Regions from separate parts of the Mus musculus genome. Here region 2 is linked to region 1. The links are chromatin contacts, called in public Hi-C maps. All regions are on one chromosome and are shown on one strand. The core of a region is the stretch at or near the end of the contact, and the rest is flanking DNA. Distances in the headings are between cores, read along the strand shown. Region 1 holds the start of Bfsp2 (beaded filament structural protein 2, phakinin). Region 2 overlaps Slco2a1 (solute carrier organic anion transporter family, member 2a1).

Evidence for each region. A called contact is a pair of places that touch in the nucleus more often than the background predicts.
Region 2: a Hi-C map of liver shows a contact between it and region 1, with 2.8 times the contacts expected there. The contact joins the enhancer-like site here to the promoter of Bfsp2 in region 1. A contact is called at or near these places in 1 of 39 promoter capture datasets (pre-B cells), 3 of 484 Hi-C or Micro-C datasets (the N1E-115 cell line, cortical neurons and liver) and 1 of 115 datasets of contacts at active chromatin or transcription factors (memory CD8 T cells).

Annotation. Positions count from the first base shown.
Region 1 is chr9:103,477,005-103,481,830 of GRCm38.p6, reverse strand. It overlaps Bfsp2 (beaded filament structural protein 2, phakinin), which reads left to right and starts at 1,583. Exons shown (of 7, transcript NM_001002896.3): 1 at 1,583-2,096. The coding sequence starts at 1,605. All of the region lies in intron 2 of Gm16252 (a long non-coding RNA gene), which reads right to left.
Region 2 is chr9:103,087,356-103,092,263 of GRCm38.p6, reverse strand. It overlaps Slco2a1 (solute carrier organic anion transporter family, member 2a1), which reads right to left. Exons shown (of 14, transcript NM_033314.4): 14 at 3,999-4,908. Among named protein-coding and RNA genes, the nearest start is that of Rab6b, 22 kb to the left of the region's middle. Within about 2 kb of position 1,718, at least 49 of the 459 cell types and tissues checked have an H3K27ac peak or open chromatin away from gene starts, as enhancers often do. A contact at or near this core is called in liver, where this site is marked.

The DNA of each region.
Region 1 (4,826 bases), core at 334-2,833:
CCCTGGGTCTTTTATCACAAAGGGAAATAATAGTACCTATGAGATAATCCTTCTGAAATTGTACATTATGCACCCCAAACAGCAGTACATGTCAACTGTCTATTTTCCCGAGTTCTAAAGTTGAACTGAAAAAAAAAATCAGAAAATGGAATTATGCTCAGAATTGGATATACTCAGTACCCACCAGAAATTGATTCCTGTTGCCTTCTCTTGCCTGGAGTCAACTCTCACATTACAGGATCAAGGAATCCAAGGTCCATCTCTGGACTTGGGGTGCATGCTTTCAATACACTAAAACCTCACTCAGCACATGGTGTTTTAGGGCTATGTCATGCTCAGGCTGAAGGGACCATTCTAGCCCCCCAAAGTGATTGGGATATAACCATTGACAGTGTGACTTGGAAGATGCCAAAGGCCAGGATTAAAACCTGAGGTGCCTACTCACAACCATCTGTAACTCCTGTTCCAGGGGATCTGACACCCTCACACAGATATGCATGCAGTCAGATCACCAATGTACATAAAATAAAAAGAAAAGAAAAACCTGAGGTGCTGAAAAAACCCAAACTTGGAGCACCCCTGGGTACTTTCCAGAAATCCCTTTGTTGTTCTCCCTTCTTGGTTTTATTAAAGGGTGTGACAGAGGTGGAAGGGAGACCAGAGCCTAACAGCTGCCCTGCAGCTCAGGTCCTAAAACGTCTGCTGGCTGTGTCAGAGTTAGCAATCAAGCAGCATGTACCACAAGGTCTAGAGGAGAAGAAACATGGCCAACGGCCAGCTGCTGACAAGCAGAGTGTCAGAGGGCAGACATGAGGGGGAGGGGAGGACGGAGCTGGAAGGGGCCTGGAATGGCTACTGGACCTGAAGGAAGAAAGCATGACCAGGCTTGCTTTGTTTCCCTTGGGCCTGTGGGGCTGCCTTCCTCCATGGCTGGCTCCTTTGTGCGCGCACACACCTGCACACATGCATACACAAAGAGATGCGGACATCCTCTGTAATTAGCCCAGAGGCCCTTACACGGAGTCCCAGCTTGTAGTGTGAGATATGGATATCAGAACACGTGTCATCTAAGGTTCTGTAGCCTGTTTGCTCACCAGTGAAGTAGGGACAGTTTGTTGCCTGCCTGGCCCTCTCTGTGGTAGTGACATAATAAAAGCCATGGACTGGGGTTCATAGTATGCATGAGACCCTGGATTCTATTGCAGGAATTGGAGGCAGAAGAATCAAAAATTTAAAGTCATCCTGGCTGCATAAGGATTTTGAGGCTTATCTACATTAGAGACCATTTCTAAAAAGAAATAGGCAAATCTAGATGATCCATTCCCACAGGCTGCACTGCTACACCCCACCCCCACCCCCACCCCCACCCCAGAAAAGTCTGGACGGCTGGGCACATGACCCAGCAACAGAGAATGCCTGTGTGCCTCTCACAGGCTGGTGGGGCGGTTCTCTTCCAGCTCAATGAATGCCCGAAGCTCATGGAAGGCAGTAGACAAAGAACACGGGACAGGGAAGCTTCCAGAGAGGCCCATGACCAGGCTGGGGCTGGCAACCAAAAGCCCCTGGACCCTGTAAACCTGCCAGGCACCACAGAGGCAGAGAGGATGAGCAAGAGGAGAGTGGCAGCGGACTTGCCCTCGGGAACCAACTCCAGCATGCCCGTGCAGAGGCACAGGGTGTCATCCCTCAGGGGAACACACTCTCCATCCTCCCTGGATAGCCCCCCAGCATCCAGGACCAGTGCTGTGGGTAGCCTCGTCCGTGCCCCTGGGGTCTATGTAGGAGTCGCACCCAGTGGTGGCATAGGTGGTCTCGGTGCCCGAGTGACCCGCCGGGCCCTGGGCATCAGCAGTGTCTTTCTACAGGGCCTGCGGAGTTCAGGCCTTGCCAACGTGCCTGCTCCGGGCCCAGAAAGGGATCACACTACTGTTGAGGACCTGGGGGGCTGCCTAGTGGAATATATGACCAAGGTGCATGCTCTGGAGCAAGTCAGCCAGGAACTGGAAACACAACTGCGGGCTCACCTGGAGAGCAAGGCCAAGAGCTCTGGAGGCTGGGATGCCCTCCGCGCCTCCTGGGCCAGCAGCTACCAGCAGGTAAGTCCCCCAGCTGTGTCTAGAGGCTTGCTAGAGGTCTGAGAGGGGATGGTGAAGGTAGCAGCAAAGATGGTGGGTGATCAGAGGCCAGGGAAGTAGATCTCTTCCATACCAAAACTGATGGTCTAGTGTTAACACTGGCTGCCATTCACTAAGGCTGACCAGGAGCCAGGACCCCCTAGGCATAATGCAACCCCCCCAAAAAAAATTTCCAACAATGTTCTGTAACCAATCTCTCACCACATACAGTTTTCAGATGAGAAACACAAGGTCCCCCAGTTCACCAGCTAATTGAGCAGCTGTTCTCAACCTGTGGGTCTCAGCCCCTTTGGGAGTCACATGCAGATATCCTGCATATCAGATGTCTACATTATGAGTCATAACAGTAGCAAGAGTACAGTTAGGAAGTAGCAATAATTTTATGGCTAGGGGGTCACCACAACATGAGGAACTGTACTAAAGGGTCGCAGTGTTAGGAAGGTTAAGAACCACTATATTGGCAAGATGCAGCAGATATCTGACCCTGGATTTTCTTTCCTCAGAGTTACACTTGTCCTGCTATCTGGGGTTGCCTCTGTCACTTTGATGGTTTTCAAGCCATCAAAGAACCCAATACCATTGAGTGGATGTGCTAGTTTACATAACTACTAAATAAATGGAGGGGTGCTTCTATATCCAGATAAAATGGGTATACGGGATTGTCAGGGTTTCTATTCCTGCACAAACATCATGACCAAGAAGCAAGTTGGGGAGGAAAGGGTTTATTCAGCTTATACTTCCATACTGCTGTTCATCACCAAGAAAGTCAGGACTGGAACTCAAGCAGGCCAGGAAGCAGGAGCTGATGCAGAGGCATGGAGGGACGTTCTTTACTGGCTTGCTTCCCCTGGCTTTCTCAGCCTGCTCTCTTAACCAAGACCACCAGCCCAGAGATGGCACCACCCACAAGGGGACCTCCCCCCTTGATCACTAATTGAGAAAATACCTTACAGCTGGATCTCGTAGAAGCATTTCCCCAACTGAAGCTCCTTTCTCTGAGATAACTCCAGCCTGTGTCAAGTGATAACTCCAGCCTGTGCCAAGTTGACACAAAACTAGCCAGTACAGGGATCAATAGGAATATGGATATTACTAGTAATTTTCAACTTCCTACTACCTATGGTGTGTGTGCACGCGCGCTCATAAACTAGTGAAGTTGGTGTTAATATCTTGCTTAACTCAATAAGGCAAAAATTACTTCAGCATGAAATCAATATAGAAATACCAGCACAACAGCCCTGATTCAAACAGAACTTTTTAAGAGGATGGAAATGTCTTACTGTCTTGGCCGTCGGTTTATGAGGCTTCTCCTGGGCAGACATGAGCAAGGGCATTTCACCCCAGACAGGACACTACCAACAATCAAATATTTTACCCAAGTCTAGCTTGGAGACCAAAGAGTTTTTATCGGGGTTACTTGACAAACTGAGTATAATTGAATCAAAGGAAGCTGCACCCCTAGAGCTCGCTGCCCAATTTGCAGGTAGCTCTATAGAAGAGTCTCCCCTCTCCAGAAAGGGTTTACTGCATATAAAATGGGAGCGGGGGTGAATCTTATAAAGTTCCAAGCCTTCTAAGTTTCCTGAAGCTTCCTGGATCTTAGGCACCTCCTCTGTCCTTTCCATTCAAACCTTAACTACACTACACCATCAGTGGCAACTGAGCCCTTGGAATGTGGCCATGGAGACTGAGCACTTGGCATTTTGTTTTACTCGGGTTTTGTTCCTTCAGATCACCACATAGAGGTGACAGTCATCTTGCTGGGCAGTGGGGTGGAGGCCTCCTTTCCCTGTCACCCAGTCAGGGCTGCTTCCTGTTCCCTGAAATAATTTCTGCAGAGCTCTACGCTCATCCACCAATTGTGCCTGCAAGCTCTGGAAGCCTACAAGCATTGTCCATCTCAGTTGGTCGCTCTGGGGGTCGCTGGCTCTGCCCTTCTTCCCTAAATGCTGGCCTTGGGATGGCTAAATCAGTCTCTAATCCAGCTACAAGTAGCCAAATCCCATTTGCTCCCTGGAGTCAGGCGCACAGGCTAAGAGGAGGTCACGAATCGTCCATGTGTGGTTGGGTGATGCCAACAGAGGCACACATGGAGTCACCCATTTCATCCCATGATGTTTCTTCACTGTTCTCAGCAGCTCTGTCCTGGCTGATGCAGCTGTTCTGCCCACACTCCTCTGAGTTGTGAGGGAGAGCCTCAAACATCCAGGGCCTTACAGCCCTGTACAAGAGGCAGCCATTCATTCCTCTAGGAGTCCCCACAACTATCTTGATTTCAAATATGCATGGCATATTAACCCCTAGAACATCCCATATTTTCCCTCTTAGCAGCATCTGCCGTGCATATGTATCAAGAGGGACCAGGCATCTCAATATCAAGGTCAGAAAGTTCAGCTACAAAAGCTAATGAGCAGATATTGCAAGTGGCTAACAAAAACCCAGTGTGCAGATATTGGGACTGGCTCACAAAAGCTTCTGCAATGCATGAGCCTTAGTTTTTCATCTATAATCTGGCTTTAATAATGTCTACATAATCCAGCAACTCTATAGCCTATAGATTACTATAAAATACTCAACAGAACGGCCATGAAGAACAGACACGACTTCAGCTTCTGCTCCTGGTGGTCAAAATCCAAAATGGCAGCCATTTTCCTCTAAAGTATTTACCAGTGAACTACTAGATAGGAACAG
Region 2 (4,908 bases), core at 469-2,968, 390 kb after region 1:
ACCAGTTGCACTCCAAACTCCCCGTCTGATAATTGCATCTCACTAGAAGCGCAAAGCACAAAGGGCCTGGCGTTCTCTGATCTTCACTCCCGACTTCTGGAGCTGTTCTGGAGTTTCAAATGCCTTTTCCCAGTATGGGCCCACCCCACCCCACCCCACCCCACTCCCACCTCCATTTTTCTTCTGTAAGCTGGTGTTTGTGAAAGTTAAGAACATTCAGTCAAATGCTTGCCCCACCTGAGACTTCTAAGGTTTAGGGGCTGTATACATTTGAAATGCTGTACTGAGAAACCCACAGTGCAAAGAGAAGTTTAGGAGCCTGAACAGAAAACCTGTTCAAATAAGCTGCCCCATTTGGCTTTCAATTACACCCCTGGGACTCCAGTTCCCACACTGCGGGGAGGAGAGAGAGAGAGAGAGAGAGAGAGAGAGAGAGAGAGAGAGAGAGAGGACATATAGTGGAGCCAACTTTGGCTGGGGCTGCTCAGGAGGACGGCTCTTCTGGTCTCTGGGGTGTAGCAGTTCCCTCTCAGGGACCCGGGGCTGTATTTTGAGGTAGGAACGCCCTTCTGGGACTGGTTGACTGGTCTCTAAGGCCATTCTCCAGGCTTTGAATGGGCTGGTCTAAGCCAGTCCCGAAGGACGCCTAAGGGGCCCCCGCTAAGCCTAGACCCTACCCTTCTAGCCTTACTCCTGTTCTCCTTCAGGTTCCCTGATCAGGGGATTCTCAGAATGTGCACAGGTTTGCTCGCCTTTCTACCTTTGTTCACAACTTAGCTGTCCTCTCTCCCTACACTCTTGACCCTCGAAACCAGCCCTGGTCCCTTCTCTGATTTCCCAATGGAATCCACAGCACTTGGTCAAGTTCCTACCCTAGGTCAAAGTATACACGCTGCAAGGTCAGGAAATGTGTCATGGCGGGTTCTTGCACACACCAGCTACCAAACAAATAAAATGTGATTGACAACCGGAGGGGACCTCATTTATCGATGTGATGGTCCTGATGGCCTCACCATTCAGGAAGAAGCTCTGGGTGAGACTCCTCCCCTCGAGATAAGCCCCGCCCCTTGGGGGGCATGCTCAATCAACTGTCATCCCCCCTAGCTCCTCCGCCTTCTCATCCTTTGCCTAAGTCTTTGTCAACTAAAGAGAACCTTTTTCCTGACCCTGCATCTCTAAACCTCTGATCCATCAGCTCTGCCTCTTCTGGGCCTGTCCTCTCCACTTTTCCATCTCTAAGGCAGCCTTGGCTTTGCTGAGATATCATCTTTTCTCCTCTAGGGATCCGCTGTGGATGCTTCCTCCCTCTGACTGTATTCATCCCTCTTCCAACAGCCTGACAAGACTGAAGGGTCTCAGAGAGCATATTGGTTCACCTAGAATCACTCCCCATGGTGGAAGATTCTAGCACTTGCCTAAGTCTGCTCCTCTCCTCTCTGAGCACAGAGGATTATATTTCTCCATCTGTACAGCAGTTAGATAATGCCGTGAGACTAGTTCTGGCCAAGCGCCTGGGAGCAGAAAGACTATGCGCCTTCTGGCCAAAACACTTGCTTCCCATGGCGAGACCTTCTTAGCTTCCTTTCCTGCCTCATTAATTGTGGATTGATGAAACAGAGGTACCTCAAGTCCAAATAGCTGGCATTCTGAGCCACCCTTGGAAGCCACTGCCCTGGAGAGTCACCCAAACAAGCCACGGGCTTTGTGCAAACAAGAGATAAAGGTGTGTTGTGTCATGTGACTGAAGCCTAGCCAAGCCTATTTCTGGGTGGTTTGAGGAGTTCAGTAAATAAATGCATGGCTTGGCAAACTGTAGCGAACTATGTACATTTTATTATTGTTATCAAAGTGTAGCAGGTGCCTAAGGAGCAGAGACTTTGTCAAGGTAGAGAGCCCTGTGTCCTGTGGCCACCAAACAGGGCTGGGAATGGGTGTGGAGGTTGATAAATGGGCCGGGCCTGTCACGAGAGGAAGGCTTTCTCTCATTAATGATTTGCCAAGGGCTTGCCCAGGACCTGTTTACATATTTAATCACCGATGAAAGGTTAGCAAATCTGGCCTTCTTGGCAGGGAATGGACATTTTTACCTCCAATGTTTAGTCCCTGTGGCTGGGAAAGATAGGAATTTTTTTTCTTCTGGATTTGCAAGGATTACCCCCCCACACACACACACACACATACACATACCACTGCCAATCTCTCTGGGAAGCTGTAATACAATATTTTACTATCAAGTTGACAGTAATTCAGGACCCAGCTTAGCTGCATCTCTCCATCTTTGAAAGTGTTGAAGGCAAATACAACATGGCTTTGTTTCTTAAGCGAGAACATGATAAGCAGTTACCAGATGGGACATTTCCCCAAAGGTCTGTGCTTCAATCTCATGGCTCTGCTTCTCCAAGTTTTCTCCTCTCTGTCCCTTTTCTCCACGTCTGGTCTTTACCTTGTGGTACCCAGAGGGCTCACTGGATTTTGTTTGATGAATAGTTACAATGTTCTTGGGATGCTTGACTAGAATGTAAATAATTGAGACATCACCTGGTCTCCCAACCTCTATCACCCAACCTACACAACCCTAAAGAGATCCCTCCTCTTTCTTCTCACCAGCCAATGAACTTCAATGGGAAAAGAGGCGGGCTTCTCATTACCCAAGGCTTGCCCTAACTTCAGAATGACTTATAAGAAGAGAGGGGCTTGGGGCAGCCAGAAAGACCTGGGCTTTCTGTGAAAGCTCTCTGCTGGCTGCTTCCTTGATTTTGGAGTTCTCCTTTCTTTTTCTCTTTCTTTTTTTCTTTTTCTTTTTTCATTTTCATTTTCTTCCTTCCTTTTTTTTCTTTCTTTCTCTCTCTCTCTTTCTCTCTCTTTCTTTCTTTCTTTCCTTCCTCCTTCCCTCCCTCCCTCCCTTCTTTCTCTCTCTCTCTCTCTCTCTCTCTCTTTCTTTCTTTCTCTTTTTTTAAGACAAGGTCTCAATATGTAGCCCTGGCTGTCCTGGAACTCATCATGTAGATCAGGCTGGTCTCGAACTCTCACACACCCAGTTGCCTCTGCCTCCCAAGTACGGGGATTAAAGGCATGCTCCACATGCCTAGGATTCTACATTTTCAGACATACTAGTGTGGCTCCCATCATAGGCTGGGACGAGGGTCCTGCCAGAGGCTTTGGACTCAAGGACACTTGGTAGATATCGCTCCCTTCCAAAGGATGGCAAACCCTTTATTTCCTGTTTCTTTGGTTTCTTCTTTGTGAGGCTGGATGGTGCATTTCCTAGGTTGGGTGGGGCAGCAGAGAATGATAGCTCTGGCTGTGCCCAGGAATGGAACTCTGTCCCCGAGCCAGACTCTACAGGGTTCCTAAGCTCCACAGAGAAGCAAGGAGAAGAGATCAAAGACCTACTATGACCTTCTTACATATAAAGGCACCTTTGGTGGTTAATCCTTACGGTCAATTTGCCTGGATTTGGCTCTATGCATGGGTGACCCACATCACACAGGGCTCAGGGGTTACCTTCATCTTCCTGGAAGGTGGAATTTCAGGACTCCTTTTACAGTCACAGAAAGGGGCCTCAGGCTTTGGGAAGGGTGTTCCTGCATTTTTTGTTTCTTTTGTTTTTCAAGACAGGGCTCTCTGTGTAGCCTGGCTCTCTGTGTAGCCCTGGCTGTCCTGGAACTCACTCTGTAGACCAGGCTGGCCTCGAACTCAGAAATCCACCTGCCTCTGCCTCCCAAGGGCTGGGATTAAAGATGTGCACCACCACTGCTCGGCTGTGTTCCTGCATTTTAAAAAGATGTATGAGTACTCTATCTGCATGTACACCTGCACACCAGAAGAGGGCATCAGATCCCATTACAGATGGCTGTGAGCCACCATGTGGTTGCTGGGAATTGAACTCAAGACTTCTGGAAGAGCAGCCAGTGCTCTTAACCACTGAGCCATCTCTCCAGCCCAGGTGTTCCTGTATTTTAACAGCAATCTTGAGCATGATACACTCATGGAAGTCTGTGACAATTTGCTCTTTAATTGGAAAAAAAAAAGTGAGATCTTTAAAGCCCCTCTGGCATTTGAGAGGCAAGATTTGCTGAATAGTAGTAAATGATCAATTATGACTGTGATATTCATGGCTATAGTGTTTGTGACTGAGCCCACTTCTGGATATGAACTCAAGGACGGTGACTGGGCCTCCCAAGAGCATGAGTCTTTGACATTGGTCTGCACAGAAAGCACAAGGCCCCACACAGCAACCAGCAATGCCTGGGACCTGCTCAGCACCAGGCAGGTGGCTTGAGAGTAACATGGTCTCTAACACCCTTGGCTACAGGCCTCTAAAGTTTAAAGCATGGCTACTTCTTTGTCTAGAAGGCACAAATTCTGTCTGTTCTCTGATAGACCCAGGACAGCACAAATTTACAACCAACTTACACCCAGAACAGAATTATAATATATTAATAGCAATATAATAGAATAAAGACTTGTGGGGACAGCTGATCTTCCGGGAACGGAAGGTTGACGTTCATTGTTTGCGAGATTGGTGGAAGGCTATGCCTTCAGAATCTGGTTAAACTGCAGTGAGTAAGCCCAGGGTTAGTTGCAGAGAATCAGGTTCCAAGCAGAACCGTTCCACATGCTGAAACTGGCCCGTGAGGTTGTGTGGAGCCTCCTCCTTAATAAGATCTGTGGAAATGAGCCCGGTGGCTTCAGAAAGAACACTGCCAGTAACAAAGGCTCCCTGAAGGCTTCAGTCTCACAGGACCTTTGCCACGCCGACATAAACCATTTGGCTTCTCACCATATAAGGCATTTCTGAAAGGCACTTAAATGTCACATAGGGCAATGTCAATTGCCTAGCTGCTTCGGGGACACGGTGAGCCAGATCTCCAGCTCAGGCACACAGTCAACCTGCTGGAGCCTCAG